2 separate regions of the Sus scrofa genome follow, and region 2 is linked to region 1. Evidence: chromatin contacts called from public HiChIP or PLAC-seq data. All regions are on one chromosome and are shown on one strand. The core of a region is the stretch at or near the end of the contact, and the rest is flanking DNA. Distances in the headings are between cores, read along the strand shown. Region 1 overlaps LOC106509289 (a long non-coding RNA gene). Region 2 has its middle 220 kb from the start of TPCN2.

What was found. HiChIP or PLAC-seq counts read pairs in DNA pulled down with a chosen protein or histone mark.
Region 2: an H3K27ac HiChIP or PLAC-seq map of skeletal muscle shows a contact between it and region 1, with 6 times the contacts expected there. The contact joins two enhancer-like sites. A contact is called at or near these places in 8 of 47 Hi-C or Micro-C datasets (alveolar macrophages, embryonic fibroblasts, liver and 3 more) and 1 of 2 datasets of contacts at active chromatin or transcription factors (skeletal muscle).

The regions. Positions count from the first base shown.
Region 1 is chr2:3,777,473-3,784,708 of Sscrofa11.1, reverse strand. LOC106509289 (a long non-coding RNA gene) reads left to right here. Exons shown (of 2, transcript XR_001306690.2): 1 at 1-1,077; 2 at 1,182-2,257. Among named protein-coding and RNA genes, the nearest start is that of CCND1, 150 kb to the right of the region's middle. Within about 2 kb of position 2,053, at least 27 of the 83 cell types and tissues checked have an H3K27ac peak or open chromatin away from gene starts, as enhancers often do. A contact at or near this core is called in liver, mesenteric adipose tissue, retroperitoneal adipose tissue and 1 more, where this site is marked.
Region 2 is chr2:3,883,235-3,890,839 of Sscrofa11.1, reverse strand. No RefSeq gene overlaps it. Among named protein-coding and RNA genes, the nearest start is that of TPCN2, 220 kb to the left of the region's middle. Within about 2 kb of position 3,654, at least 51 of the 83 cell types and tissues checked have an H3K27ac peak or open chromatin away from gene starts, as enhancers often do. A contact at or near this core is called in liver, mesenteric adipose tissue, retroperitoneal adipose tissue and 1 more, where this site is marked.

The DNA.
Region 1 (7,236 bases), core at 804-3,303:
GAAAAGGGGGCATCTTTTCTGGATCCTCTCAGGCCTGGGAGCAGCACCCCCGCCATGGGCCCCACTTTTGCAGGCAAGGGACACGGATTCCATTTCCGCAGCACATGACCCACGTGTTTGTGTCCCGGCAACGTCATACGTTGAAGCCCTTCCCCCAAGGTGACAGCATCAGGAGGCGGAGCCTAGGGGAGGCAGTGGGGTTAGATGAGGTCCTGAGGGCAGGGCCGCCTGGTGGGAGTAATGCCCTTACCAGGAGCGGCTCCCTCCACCTACCTGACTCTGAGTCTGCTGTCCGAGGGGTGAGCCCATCCCAGCCCCCATCACGCCCGGCACCTGCCTCTGAAGCATGGCGGCAGCTCAGAGAGGCCAGCGCCAGGCGGCTCATGTGTGCGGGCGACTCCACGCCAGGCCACATCTCTTCCCCAGCCCAGCCTGGCCATCTGCAATGCAATTCCCTCGGGAGAGCAGCAGGCCCTCTGCGGGGTCTGGAGGAGTCCCTTCCTTTGCCTCCAAGGGAGAATCCTCTGGTTCTGCAAGCTCTTCTAGGCGTCTCTGCGGGAGCTGCCGAAACAGCTTCTCGATGGCCCCATGGATGGAATCTTGGGAAAACCAACTTCTGGTTCAAAACGGAGGAAAATGATAAAGACGCCTTTTGGAGTTTGAAGAGATTTCCCCTTTAAGAGGGAGAGCTGGGCTTGGGAGCGGGTGGGACAAGCACAAAAGCAGGACCTGAGGGGCCTGTGGCAGCCCTTCTTGCGGGAGGAAGCTCTTATAAAGGGGAAAGTCTCTGCCAGGAGAAGTGGAGATTCTAAACATAGATCCCGGGCCACAGGGAAGTGAAAATCTTTCCTCATCCTGTCCCGGCCCTCGTGGTCTCGCGGCTTCCATCCCCCATGGCAACCCCATCTCTTCGGCTTCTGACGTTTGGGGGCGGGTGGAGGCACCCCAAGCGAGAGAATGGTCAGGACAACAGATGCTGCCTCTTTTCTGGAATGATGGCATCAAAATGCAGCCTAATGCAGATGGGCAGCATGCACCAGCTGCGGGCCGGAGTGCAGACACCAGGGCTGCAGGAAGGTGGCTCCGTGGCCAGCGTGGGTGGCAGCTGTGCTGGGAAGGGCTTGGACCGGGCGAGCGCCCACTCAGAAGCAAAGCTGACTGTCTCCGTTTCCTTTTCTTAGGCTCTGAAAGCCCTGGGCCACGGCTCTGAGCCCTGGGTGTCACTCTGGACCTGAAGAGATGGGCCATCCATCCTTCAAATGGGGCCTGTCACCTACAGGAAGAGGGGGGCTGTCATGCGACTCGCTCAGGTCAGCAGAAATCTCCGCTGCAAGGGGTCCCGTCGACCGCATCCATTGGCAGCAGCAGAGGAGAGGCCCCGAGGCCTGAGCGAGTGCACGGCCTGTGATCTGGCCACGGGGACAGCCTGGCCTCTGCTTCCCAGGCCTGCCCGGTGCAGGGGCGACCTCTCTGCTCCCAGCCCCGCCTGCCAGAGGAGGCTGAGTCCTGCAAGCCTCCAGCAAGCGTTTCCGACAGCTTTTCCTGCCTGAGTCAGGGGGCAAGGCAGGATGGGGTCACCTGAGCCCCAGCTCCTAGGGCTTGCCTCCCAAAATAGGCCTTCCTTCCTGTATCCAGGCCTCTGCCGCAGGCCCTGCAGGAAAATGTATGTTTCCAAGGCGGACGGAGCACCTGGAAACTCCAGCTGGCCCCACGCCCCTGGGCCAGGCCACAGCCAAGAGGCCTGGGGCCCTGGGGTGACACCTGGCCATCGCTTCCTCGTGGCTCCTGTCGCTGCTCTGGGTGAACAGTGCGTGTTTGGGGGGCTTGAGTCAGGACAGAATCTGGACGCGTGGAGACTGGCAGGTGGGCGCCCCCGGGTGAGCTCCCTCTGCCATGACCCAGGTGAACCTTCCAGACCAGAACTTTCTCCACGTTCTGGGAGCCTGTGGACCCCCAGCCCAGGCTCGGAGCCTGGGCTGCTGTCCTGGGAAGGCCAGCCCCTCTGCAAGAATTGTCCAGCTGCCCGGGGCATGAGTCACAGCCCGCCGCTCCCGGCAGCGCCCTGCGGATTCAGAAGCCCCAGCCCGTTTCCTGCAGATAAGTGATAAGAGCAGGGGAGCCTGGCAGGGGAGGAGCCCCCACGGGGACCCGCGCTTCCTTCAAAGCCCCCCAAGCGCTAATTAGCAATTCCAAGCATAGTTTCAGCAGCATTTAGGGATTTCCTCATCAAAATAAACTTCCTCCCGTGTTATCTTCATTTTTGGCATCCGATAGGATCCTTTTTTTGGTCTCATGTATTTATTTTTTTCGCTCCAAGACGCAGGGCGCCGCTGCGGGCGGAGGGGCAGGTGAGCAGGCAGAATGTTTGAAGCGGGGCCAGTGGGGCCCCAGGAGCCCATCCTTCCCCACCTCCCACCTCCCACCTCCCACCTCCGCTGGGGCCTCTTCCCTGGCAAGTGGCGGGTTTCGGTCCCACGTCTGCTCTGGGCGGTTGTGAGGCCCCCTCGCTCCGTCAAGTGTCCAGTTTCGTCTCTTTTTAACTCCTGAACCCTCTCAGGCCTGGGGGTGCCCGTCTGCCCTGCAAACCTTCGGCCCTCAGGGGGGCATCAGCGGGAGCTGGCCAGGACAAGCCCGGGGGCCAGCCTGGGGACGAGCTCAGGGACTCATCCTCGGGGCCCCGTGGGGCCGAGTGGTGCAGAGCACAAGATAGAAGCCCAGTGGAAGGCCGTTTAGAGCCGCACCGCCTCCTGGAAATGCGAGCCCTCCGGTCAGAGCTGGGGGTGTGCAGCCCGCAGCCAGGCATCCCGGACGCTGCTTCCTGCGACTCTGCACAGGCCTCGGAGGGCGATTTTTAGCCACAATGGGCGATTTCCTGAAGGATCTGCTGATGCCGGGAGCTGACAGGCCTCTCTGGGCCCGAGATGAAACCAGATATAAGACAAGTTTTGTTTGGGGCTGGGCAGTGTGTCAGGACGTGAGGCAGAGGTGGATAACGGAAGCAGGGTCGTCACTCGTCCTTTGGGGGGAAACGGTGTCGCCGGGAGGCCCCCATCAGCGCTTCTGAAGACCGCTGAGCAGGGCTGGCCGGGGCGGCACCCCCTGGCCTCCGGGAGGAAGAGGCTGCCCGCCCGGCTGGGGCTCCTGATACCAGCCAGGGCACCTTCGTCCAGGCTGGAGCCCAGCTCACTCAGGAGTGGGAGGGGGCTGTGTCACCGGGAGCGGAGGCTTGCTATGACCCAGGGCTGCTCGGCGGCGGGGGGAGCCCAGAAGCCCCACACCTATAGCCCAGTGGGAGGCAAATGAGGAAGAAAGAAAGAAGGAAGGAAGGAGGGAGGGAGGGGAGGAGGAGGGAGGGGAGGGGGAGGGAGGGGAGGAGGAGGGAGGGGAGGGGGAGGGAGGGGAGGGGGAGGAGGGAGCCAGGTGGCACCGCACTGGTTTAACTGTATAGTTTTAAGGCTTTTCCTATTCCTTTTTTTTTTTTTAAGAAAAGACAAACACAAAGACCTTTTGAACCCCTCTGATGGCTGCAGCTCAGCCCGCCGTCCAGGAAGCCTGTTTCTCAAGCCGGCAGGGAGCTGGCCCACCCTGCGCAGCGGCAGGTCTGCAGAGCCCCCGCCTATACGGCTGCAGAAGAGGCCCAGGCGACGGTGCTCTGCCCACACCCCAGAGGCCCCCGTGCCCAACGCGGACCGCAGGCTCCTCTCGGTGGAGGGCTGACCGGCCTTGTCTGCAAGCCCCCAGCCCCAGCCAGCCTCAGACCACAACCCCAACAACAAATGATAACAGGCACGGGGTGTATAAAGTGCTGCCACGTGCCAGACCCGGGCCGGCCCCTTCGAGGTGGCTGGGAAGGAAAGTGGACATCAAGGCTGAACTGAAGCTGGCAGGGCTTGGGGGGCAGGGTGGGGGCAGGGAGAGGACTGGGGCTTTTCCATGGGAGGGGGCAGTTCGGAGGGAAAGGGAGCCATTCAAAGGGGATTTCGAAGACATTTTCTGTGTCACCGTCAATGTTGCTGCCTGCTCATCACCTACGCAACCCCTCCGTCCCAATGTCCCTCTCTCTGCTAACAGAACGCAGGTTTTGTTTGGGATGGCGAAGGGCTGATGGGTTCACTCCCAGCTGCCCCTGCTGTTGGGGTGGCCGCAAACCCAGCTTGGGCCAATGAAAAGCCAAAGTCTGCCGAGGGGGGTCCTGGGGACGGGTTTCCTCACCCCATTTAGACACTGCTCCTTACTCCTCATTGCTCTTCCTGCGAGAGAAGCTGAAATCATGCCTGGAGGCACAGCAGCCATGTTGCCACTGTGAGGACAAGAGCCATGGTGAGGCAGGAAGGCAGGAGAAGCCTGGACCAGTGGAGGCAGGGAGGGACTGCCACACCTGCTCGGAATTGCCAGCCCCTGGTAGACAAAGATACCACCTGTTTAAGTCTCTGTCGTGTGGTTCTTCTTACCTGCAGGCAAATGTGCCCCTTTGTCATATGGCCACCAAATAAACCAGGGCCAGGCCACCTAAAGTCACAGAGACCTCCAGGATGGAGGATCTTTCTATCCAGCAGCTCCTCTGATTGAGGGGCTCTGCGGGGAAGGCTGGAGGCAGGGGTCCCTATTGATGGTTGCAGGAATGCCAACATCTGGGCAGGGGGCTGGACTGAAAACTGAAGCTGAGACGATGGCAGTTCATCCACGGGGCCACCTGCCTGAGGGAACAAGGACCGGTCCCCCAGCTGGGCGTCTGTCTCCCTCTGACAGGTGGGGCTGAGGCCCATGGTATGTAAGTGGGAGGCTGAGTTCAAGCACAAGGGATGGGCCTGATACTTGGAGAACATTCCAGAGGAAGAGGACAAGTCCTGTTCCAACACGTTATCCACCCCCCCAACAATTTTGACGGCCAGCACTTCAGGGAGGGAGCCAGAATTTAAGACTCCGGCAGCATCGGCCTTGGAGTCCCAAAGGATACAGGGGTACTCAGCGCCTTGGCCGAGGGCATCCTGGGAGAAGGTTGGGACATCCATGGCCCCAGCCCTGCCCTGATGCTGCGGAAGAGGACAGAGCTAAGACACGCTCAGGGCAGCGACTGGATCAGGTTCCCACGGCTGCTGTGGCAAATGACCACAAACTGGGTGGTTTCAAGAAAACAAATATTTATTTTTCTCACACTTCAGGAGGCTGGAAGTCCAAAATCGGTTTCACCGGGTGGAAATCAAGGGGCCACAGGCCTGCTGGAGGGGCTGGGGAAGGACGCTCCCTCCTCACCTCTTCCAGCTTCTGGAGCCCCAAGCATTCCTTGGCTTGTGGCCGAATCACTGTCATCCCTGCCCATCTTGCCACGTGGCCTCCTCTCCGGTTGGTATCAGAGCTCCCTCTGCCTCGCTCTCCTAAAGACACAGGCAGTGTCATGCTGGCATGAGCACAGAGCATGGCCGCCACCATGTCTGATCTAGGAGATGAGAGGATGGGTGGGAAAGAGGCTGTGAGCTCGCATCTCCGCTGCAGGGTTCGCTGCCTCCAGGGCCACAGCAGCTTCTCTCTTCCTCAACCTCTCTGAGCGCTGATCTCTTTATAAAGGACACAACAGCCATCCCAGGAGATTCGAGTCCAGGTCCATGGAGAAAAAGCTCATCCATCACCTGTGTCTGCAGACCCTCGGGGCAGTTACGGGGGCAGTTACCATCGGTGCCGCTGAGGCCAGGCCCCCTACGAGGTGCCATTCTTTGTTGTTGTTGTTTTCTGTTTTCGTCTTTTTAATTTTTAAATTACACGTAGTTGATTTACCGTGTTCTGTCCGGTTCCGCTATCCGGCAAAGTGACTGAGTCACACACATAGATACATTCTTTGTCTCGCACTGTCTCCCATCATATACTCTTTCCCAAGAGCCGGGATAGAGTTCCCCGGGCTGTACCGTAAGGCCTCATTGCTTCTCCATTCTAAGTGTAATAGTTTGCATCTACTCACCCAAACTCCCCGCCCATCCCACTCACTCCCCCTCCCCGCCTTGGCAACCACAAGTCTGTTCTCTAGGTCTGTGAATCTATTTCTGGTCTGTAGATTGGTTGTGCCATACTTTAGATGCCACATAAAAGTGATATCACGCGATAATGGTCTTTCTCTTTCTGACTTACTTCACTGAGGATGAGAATCTCTGGGTCCATCCATATTGCTATGAATGGCATTATTTTGTTCTTTTTTATGGCTGAGTAGTATTCCATAGTGTATATATACCACATCTTCTTAATCCATTCCTCTGTCGATGGACACTTAGGTTGTTTCCATGTCTTGGCTACTGTGAATGGTGCTGCAATGAACATAGGGGTGCAGGGATCTTTTCGAAAGTTTCGTTCAGATAGATGCCCAGGCGTGGGATTCCTGGATCACATGGTAGTTCAAGGTTTAGTGTTCTGAGGACTCTCCATGCTGTTTTCCACAGTTAGGCACCGTTGTGAATCGGACACACATGCTGAGACTTGCTCTCTTCTCGGTAAGAATGACTTTATTTTCTCAACAAGACAAAGCAGGGCCACCACTCGCCCCTTAAGGAATCTCCAAACTGTAAGGTGGGCAACAAAAGCCTCAAATCTCCATCTACACGTTTCACTTCTAAAAGTGAAATCTCGGCGCCATGGCCAATGGCATTCATGAGATCTGGGCCTCCCCCAACCAGCTGGTGTCACGGGCCCGGCGAGAAACAATCCAGTGACAAAGAGCTGGGACCCAACAATGGCCGAGAGCAGGAGGCTTCCGCTCGGCGTCCTTCCAGAGAAAGTGGCGACCCCCCCAGCCTATGTACACAGGGACACAGATGGAGCAGACACGTCCAGAAACCTGCACAGCCCATGGCCAAGGCCTCTGCAAGGGCACCGTCCCCCGCTCTGTCCAAGGGTGTTTCTGCAAAGGCAACTCCGTGGAGGGACCTCGTAGCTGATCAACAGGACGTAGGTCCCGTCCTTGCCTCTGCGTGGTTCTTATCCGGCCCCCTCCCCAAAATAGACTCGGGCTCAGGCACACAGGCCAAATCCCTCTGTGCTCTGTGCGGAGCCCAGGCTCTCTCGGCCTGTCTCGTTGCCCCTGTGGAGTGGCTGAGGTTACCACCCTCAGCTGTTCAGGCCACCCGGTCCATTTGACACAGCACCCTTTCTGCTCAAATGATTCTGAACGCAGCCCTCAAATGTTCCACCAGCCTGCTGACTCCCGTACCCTCTGCCAGAGATGGGCACGTCCTCAGTTATTCTGGAGTCACC
Region 2 (7,605 bases), core at 2,405-4,904, 100 kb before region 1:
TGGAGCAGGCAGAGGGCGGTGGGGGCTCCGCTGTGAAGCCAGGAATCAACCCTGCAGAGCCCGGCGTGGTTAGACCAGGCAGGATGACGCGGAGGTGTTTTGGAAGCGAGACCAACAGACTTCCTGGGGACAGACGCGGTCCGAGACTGGGCTGCTCCGTGGCACAAGGCCTCCCGCCCTCCCACCCGAGGTAGCTCAGCCAGCTTCTGCCTGGTTGTTGCCTGGTGCAGAGGCCAGGATGGTCCCAAGGCCCCAGTGACCTCGGGCGGAGAAGGCAGCTCACCCACTTCCTCCAAGGACGGCGGGAGGGGCTCCTGGACCGGGGCCGCCCTGGGGGGCTGGACAGGTCTTTCTGCCTCTCCGGTCCTGGGCTGGTGAGTGAAGATGTGGCTGTCCTGGAAGCTGTGGACCCAGGCACGGAGCGGCCACCAGCCCTTGTCTTGATGGAGGCGACGGGAGCATCCAGCCTGGAGGAGGTGACGCAGGGGAGGCTGGGCTCCTGAGAGCCCAGATCCACTCAGGAGCAGGCGTGCTCTCCTCAGCTCCTAGATCAAGTCGTGCCACGCCTCGCTCACCGCCTCCGACAACTTCCCTGGCCCTTAGGTCCGTGTCTGCTCTGAGCACCCGGAGGGCTGGCCTGCAGGGCGTCCTGTGTACGCTCTGTCCCCATCCCATGCTCTGGGCCTTTGCACAGGCTGTTCCGCTGCCTCCAGCAGCCTCTGCTCCCCCTCCCTTGCTACCTGCTTCTTGCCTTTGGTCCTTGGTTTCAGGTTGCCTCCTTGGCCAGCAGCGGGGGCCCTTCCCTGACTTGGCCGAGTCTGCCCCCTTCGCGCAATGAACGTGGCCTGCCAATGGTTGGGAGTGTCGCTGTTTGTCCTCTTGTCCACTGCCTGTCCCCGTCGAGTGCAGGGGCTTGTCCAGTGGGAGGGATGTTCCGTGGCGGGGGAGACCCAAAGCTGGGCCCCCGCAGTCCCTTTCTTGACTCGGGCCTGGCCACCTCATGGGGAGAAGGCCACTCAGGGTGACCTCGGCTGCTGGAGCCGGAAGAGGGGGCCAAGTGTGGCCTCCAGCCAGGGGCCAGGACCTGGCCTCACCTCGGGTGTGCCACAGGATGCCATGGGGGTCCCCCTGGGACGAGATGGAGGGGTTCTGGGACACAGCTTTTGCGGGGGGGGGACCCCGGGCCCAAGCTCTGCTCACCCTGACATCAGCCTTTCGAGTGGAAGTTGAAAAGGCCGTGGGCTTGGGGTGCCAGGAGGCGGACAGGAAACGGGCTCTGGACGGAAATGACATGGTCCCGCATGAATGCGGCCCTCGGCTGTACCTCACGGGGCCCTCTGGCCAGCACCAGGAGGACCCTGCACGACCCTGAGCTGGGAGGGGGCCAGGCGGCAGCCTGGGGATGGAACGGAGCTGCCACTGCCTGTGATGGAGGAAGAGAGGCGGGCCCGGCCACGCCACCATGACCCCTCGCTGCTGCAACCTGGGCCCTGCCCTGGGGCACTGGGTGTCTGCTGGCCGTCTGCTGGGTGCTTGATGGGTGCCTACTGGGTGCCTGCTGGGTGTCTTCTGGATGCTTTCTGGGTGCTTGCTGGGTGCCTACTAGGTGCTAGGTGCCTGCTGGGTACTTGCTGGGTCCCTGCTGAGTGCCTGCTGGGTGCTTGCTGGGTCCCTGCTGAGTGCCTGCTGGGTGCTTGCTGGGTGCCTGCTGGGTGCCTGCTGGGTGTCTTCTGGGTGCTTGCTGAGTGCTTGCTGGGTGCCTACCAGGTGCTAGGTGCCTGCTGGGTACTTGCTGGGTCCCTGCTGAGTGCCTGTTGGGTGCTTGCTGGGTGTCTGCTGGGTACTTACTGGGTGTCTGCTGAGTGCCTGCTGGGTGCCTGCTGGGTGCCTGCTGGGTGTCTGCTGGGTGACTGCTGGGTATCTGCTGGGTCCCTGCTAGTGTCTGCTGAATGCTTGCTGGGTGCCTGCTGAGTGCATATTGGGTGCTTGCTGGGTGCTTAGATCCTGGGGCTGGGGCCTGGCTGGCGGGGCACCCCTGCTCCCACTGCGATTCAGGCCCTTCGTTGGGAGGATGGCGAGGCTCCCCGAGGTCTTCCTCTGTGCCCGCAGCTCACAGCCCAGCCTCATTGAACCCTGTGACAACTCCGTGAGCTGCCAGAACCTCCATTTGACGGATGAGGAGACTGAGGCCCAGAGAAGCCCTATGACTTGCCCACATCCAGGACCCTGCTGCCTTCCCTCCTCTGTCCCCCCTGCTCTGCTCCCCCTCCTTTCTTCCATCTCTCCCCTTCCTCCTTTTTATTTTTTCAGCCTCATCCCAGGCTAGGGGCTGAATGGGAGCTGCAGCTGCCGGCCTACACCACAGCCACAGCCACGTCAGATCCGAGCTGCATCTGTGACCTACACGGCAGCTTGCAGTGATGCCAGATTCTTAACCCACTGAGTGAGGCCAGGAAGTGAACCTGCATCCTCATGGACACTATGTTGGGTCCTTAACCCTCTGAGCCACAATAGAAGCTCCTCTTCCTCCTTCAGTTTTTTTTTTTTTTTTTTTGGATGCACCTGCTGCATGTAGAAGTTCCCGGGCCTGTGATGGAGCCACAGCAGTGACAAAGCCAGATCCTCAACTGCTAGGCCACCAGGGAACTCCTCCCTCCCTCTTTTACTGTGTAATTTTTTTTTTATTGCGTGCTCACCGTGTGAGGGCACCAGCCAGGTCTTGGGACTATCAGGGTGACCAGGCCCTCCTAGGCTCTCGTAAGCTGCTTACAGGCAGGATGACAAGCAGGTTGGTCCCCAGGCCGACTCTGGCATTTTGGTGGTGGTCCCCTGGAGAAGTGTGTGCCATGGGGTTCTGAGGCAGGATCTGGCTTGGAGAAAGTGTGCTGCAATCCATTAGTGATGTCTGCCATGCACAGAGGTGCAGGGGCAGGGGCAACTGTGCTGTCTTGTAGGTCCTGGACCAGCAGAACCTCTAAAATGCATCCTGGCAGCACTGGGTGCCTTGCCTGGGCCTCCAAACCAATTCAGCCTTTTTTCTGTCTGTTTTCAGGTGAGAAAGCAGATTCTGTCTGTGGTCTCACAGCTCATCTGTGGCAGAGCTGGGATCTGAATCCAGGTTCCAAGGATCCCAGTTTTCCGTGGTGTCATGCCCTCTTTATTTTGGCCACTAGGGAGCTCAGAATGGAGCTTTAGCCTTGTTCTTCGGTGCCACATTAGCCTAGGGCCTGGGGCATTTTTGTCAGCCCCTCCTTTGGGCTTTATCCTCTCTGCTGGGCCTCCCGTGGAGCAGGCCGGACATAAGTTATCAACTATAAATAAAACCAAGACTTCCGTTCTGGCTCTCACTTTAGTTTCCTGGTGCATTTTTTTTTTTTTTTTAATTCCTTAATGGGGTAGGGCGGGGTGCGGAGAAACTCTTAATGGAAGATGACGTCATCATCAGCTGGCCCTGGGGGGGCAGCCCCCAGCCCCACAGGCCCACGCGGGGCCCTGAATGCTCCCATTATGAGGGGTAACCTCATTACACAAGCCGGGCTGCACGGTGGAATTTCAAATGGGGTTTTGTGGTTTCTGCCCTTCTCAGCAGAGCGCACACAGGCAGCTGCGGTCACCCGGCTTCCTCTGCCGCCGCAGCCCTGGCACCCGGCCAGCCCGGTGACCACCGGTTCCACCATGAGTCAGTTTCATTCTTAACTTTCTGACTCAGGCCCCTTTAAAGGGACAGCAGAGCCGATGCCTCTGGGCGGGTGAGCAGGGGGAAGCGGACGGGGCCCAGGAGGAAGCTTGGGGGTCTGGCAGGCAGCCGGCTCCGGAGCTGGGCCAGCGGGCCCTGCATCCCTCCGCCTTCCCTCCCCGGGGGAGGGGGTTTCCTGCCTGCTCCGGGCGAGGGGGGCTGTGGTCTCTCCCCAGAGGTGACCATCTGCGGGGCGGGAACCCCCGGGGCACTGGGCGCCCTCGCTTCTTGCCGAGAACCCCACTCTGGCCCAGGAGGCCAACGCAGCTTCGCAAACCTCCCTCTCCAGCCTGCCTGCTTCTCCCCACACTCCCCATACATCGTGCCCTGCCTCCTGGGTGGGGCAGCCCCTCCGCCCCCTGGCATGCTTGGCCCGGCTGCTCTGTGGTTCTCCTTGAGGGCACCTTCCTGTCCCGTGTCCCCCCCCCCACTCCCCTGGTGCCCTGCCAGGCCCTGTCACAGCCACTGGCTGGATCTCTAACCCATCAGTCTGTTCAACTTGCTCGTGCGTATTCACTGGCTCCCGCCACCCGAGGCAGTCCGCAGGGACAGACACACAGGGACACAACACGGGCCCCGGCACACAGTGGGTGCTCAGTGTGGTTCTTGGAAGAGAGTGGCCGAAGGGTCCTCCGTAGCCGTCCCCTTGTCGAGAGTGGGGTGGCTGTTCGCTGCAGAGGGGACCAGGGCCCAGGCGAGGTGACCAGTGCGTGATCCCGGGTCAGGGGGCTCCTGCTGGGTCAGGGCCTGTAATTCGAACCCCTTCTCCCCCCACCCCCCGGGGCTGGTCTCAGCATGAGTCCTTGTGGGGCGGGGGAGGGGAGGGAGCGCAGAAGAATTTCCTTCTTTTTTCCTCCGTCTGACTCACACTTGGGTTTTGAAGTTCCCCTTCTGGTCAGCGCTCCTGCTGAGGTTACAGAGTGGTCAGGCAAGGCCGGCAGGGCCTGGGTGACAAGAGGGAGCCAGGCCTTGGTTTCATTCACAAAACAGGACCTGCTCCTGCTTCCCGTGTCCTCCCAGCTCCCGTGGCGTTTGCAGGTTTGCAGGGGGCGGGGTGCTCGTGGGGCTTTAAGGGCCCCGAGGTCGTGCATCCATGTGGCCTGAGTCCCTCTGGGCCCCTCCTTCCTGCCTCCGGGTTCACTGTCCCTGGAGGCTGGGGCAGAGACGCGAGGTCGGGACCGGTGACAGAGGCCTCGGTGCTCCTCAGGCGGGCACCTGCCTCCCGTCTGATGGTCTCCTGCCCCTCGGGGTTCCCGCCTCCTCGGCTGGGATGGACCGAAGGACAAGGGAAGACGAAGGGCCAAAGAAAAGGATGCAATGAGGGCCCGGACTCCCAAACCCAGCCTCGCGCTCCTCCCAGGGCCAGCAGGAGCCCTGGGGTCTTGCCAGCATCACCCATTCTTCGTGCATCAGCCGGACCCGGGGTACCCCGGGTCCTGGGCACTCCTGGCACATCGGCAACTTGGCACAGTCCCGCTCACCTGAGCCGCCAGTCTGACGGCAGAGGCAGACACAGGCAGCCAGATGGTGAGAACACAGGGTGGGCAGTGCCTTAGCAGGAGACATGGAGAGGAGGGGTGGCCGGGTCAGGGGATCAGAGCAGCTTTCCAGGAGGAGGGGCTGCTGGGCAGACCCCCGAGGGTGAAGAGAGACTAGCCAGGGGGTAGGGGTTGGGAGAGGTGGTGGCCTCAGGCAGGCGGCTGGGGACGAGCAAAGGCTTGGGAGGGAGAGGCCCCCAGCATGTCGTGGAGGCCGGGAGAGGCTTCCGGGCAGCTGGGGAGAGACTGGGCTTCAGGGTGAGGCCCAGCATGGGGAGGCTGAGGCCGAGAGGGAGGCAGGGGCCCTGCTGAGCCGGAAAGCCAAACCCAGCAGCTCAGACGTTTCCCAAAGACGGCGAGGAGTCCTGGTGGGCTTGGTTTGCTTTGGGAGCTGGCTTCTGGGTGCGTCCTGGAGCAGGGGAGGGGGCAGGGGCTGGCTGCCCGGGCAGGGGGCCTGGCCCCGGAGGCCTTCCGCCAAGGCCTTGCCCGAGTCGTGGGGCTGCCCCAGAAGGATGCCGGGGACACAAGGGAAATCTAAGGGCTGGCACCTCAGCTGGTCTGGGAAGAGATGAGGCAGGTGGAAACAGGGCAGGCCTCAGCCCTGAGCCTGAAACCAAAGAGACGGGCCGGTGGAGCGAGAGCACAGCCAGCCCGCTCCCGCCTCCCAGGGCCTGGGGCCTCTCCCCAGAGCAAATCGGTGTCCCTAGAAATCTCCCTAGAGACTCGCAGCAGCTCTCTTGTCCGCGGCTCCCCTGACTGTGGATGCCCAGAGCGGCCGTCCACTGGCCAGTGGCGTTGGTCCCTGCCCTGGCTTGGCCACGCGGGTACCGTACTGAGTTGTGAGCCCCACCTGTCAGTTGCGGCCGTTTATTACTTGCAGAGATATTGGCTACCTTGCTTGGGTCTCCCAGTTAATAACGGAGAATGATAACATAGCAGGTAAAATAAAAGAGGTTGGCAGACTCTGAGAAGGGACTCGTAGGGTGTGGCCCGAGGAGGGGGGTGCCGGGGCCCCATGTCTGGGGCCTCTCTGGACCTCTTGCAGGGATGGGTTTCTCAGTGGCAGGGGGGGGAACCCCATCCGTTCTGCCGGTCTCCCCCCACTGGCCACGCCTCCTGCAACAAACCCCCGGGGCACCATGGTGGGTTCTTCAGCAAAAGGTGTCATGTTGACCTCATGCCCCCCCGCCCCTCCCCCACCAGGTGGGAGGAGACTGAGGGCTCTGGAGGACAGTCCTGCCCAGGGTGGCACAGGGCGGGGTGGTCCAGGGGCCTCTCAACCGCCCTCCTGACCGTCCCCTCCAATTCGTGGTGGCTAGAGGCACTACATCCAATCATAGGAGAGAAGCATTTTGAGATGCAAAAGCTGTAAGATCTTATTATGATTATGGAAAACACAACCAATCACAGCTTTAGGAGGCTGAGCTGCTCCTCTGGAATTCCCTCTTATCCAGCGATCTCAAAGCACCGGCCAGTCCAGAATTAATTAGGCCCTGCAGCCAAGGACTGCAGACGGTACCCAGGCTCACGGGGAGGGGCAGGCTGGGGCCAGACAGGAAGCAGCAAGCGTTGCTCATCCTTCTGCTGCCCGAAGGCACGGAGCCTGCTGTCCCTGCAAGATGGCAGGGGAGTGGGGGTTGGGGACCTCTCCTCCCAACCAGGTGAGGGATGACAGACAGCAGGCAGAAGACCAAGCTCCACAGCCAGCAAGGAGGGAGGCAGAGGACATTTTGCCTGGTCTAGAGCTTTCTGGGTCCAGATCCCAGCTCCTGAAGGTCACGGGCCATGACCTGAGCTACAGAGGCTACTGGGATGGACGGGGTTTGGTGGCTGGAGAGGAGGGAGAGGGCCATGGAAGAGTAGGCTGTAGAGGAAAAGCACAAGACTAGCCGTGCTGTTAAGGCTTACCAAGCTTGGTTCAGTGAAGGATGGGTGGATGGACGGATGGACGGATGGATGGATGGACGGATGACAGTGTGGATGGATGGATGGGTGGATGGGTAATGGATGAATGGGTGGGTGAAGGACAAACCTTGGATGGATGATGGGTGGATGGACAACTGTGGAGAATGGGGTGTAAATGAACATAGGATGTGTGTGTGTGTGTGTGGTCCCAAAGGGATGCTGAGGATGCAGCCAGTCCACAACGAAGGGGTCACAGATGGTGAATGCATGGATTGGTGGCTTGGTAGACAGTGGACTAAGCATGAGTCCACCTCAAAGAGGGAATGTGTCCATGGGAGACGATTCTAGCTGAGACCTCGGTGGACCTCCCTGATGGAGTGCGGGCATGCATGCATGGTGCCCACGGTCTCTACCACTTGGGCAGCA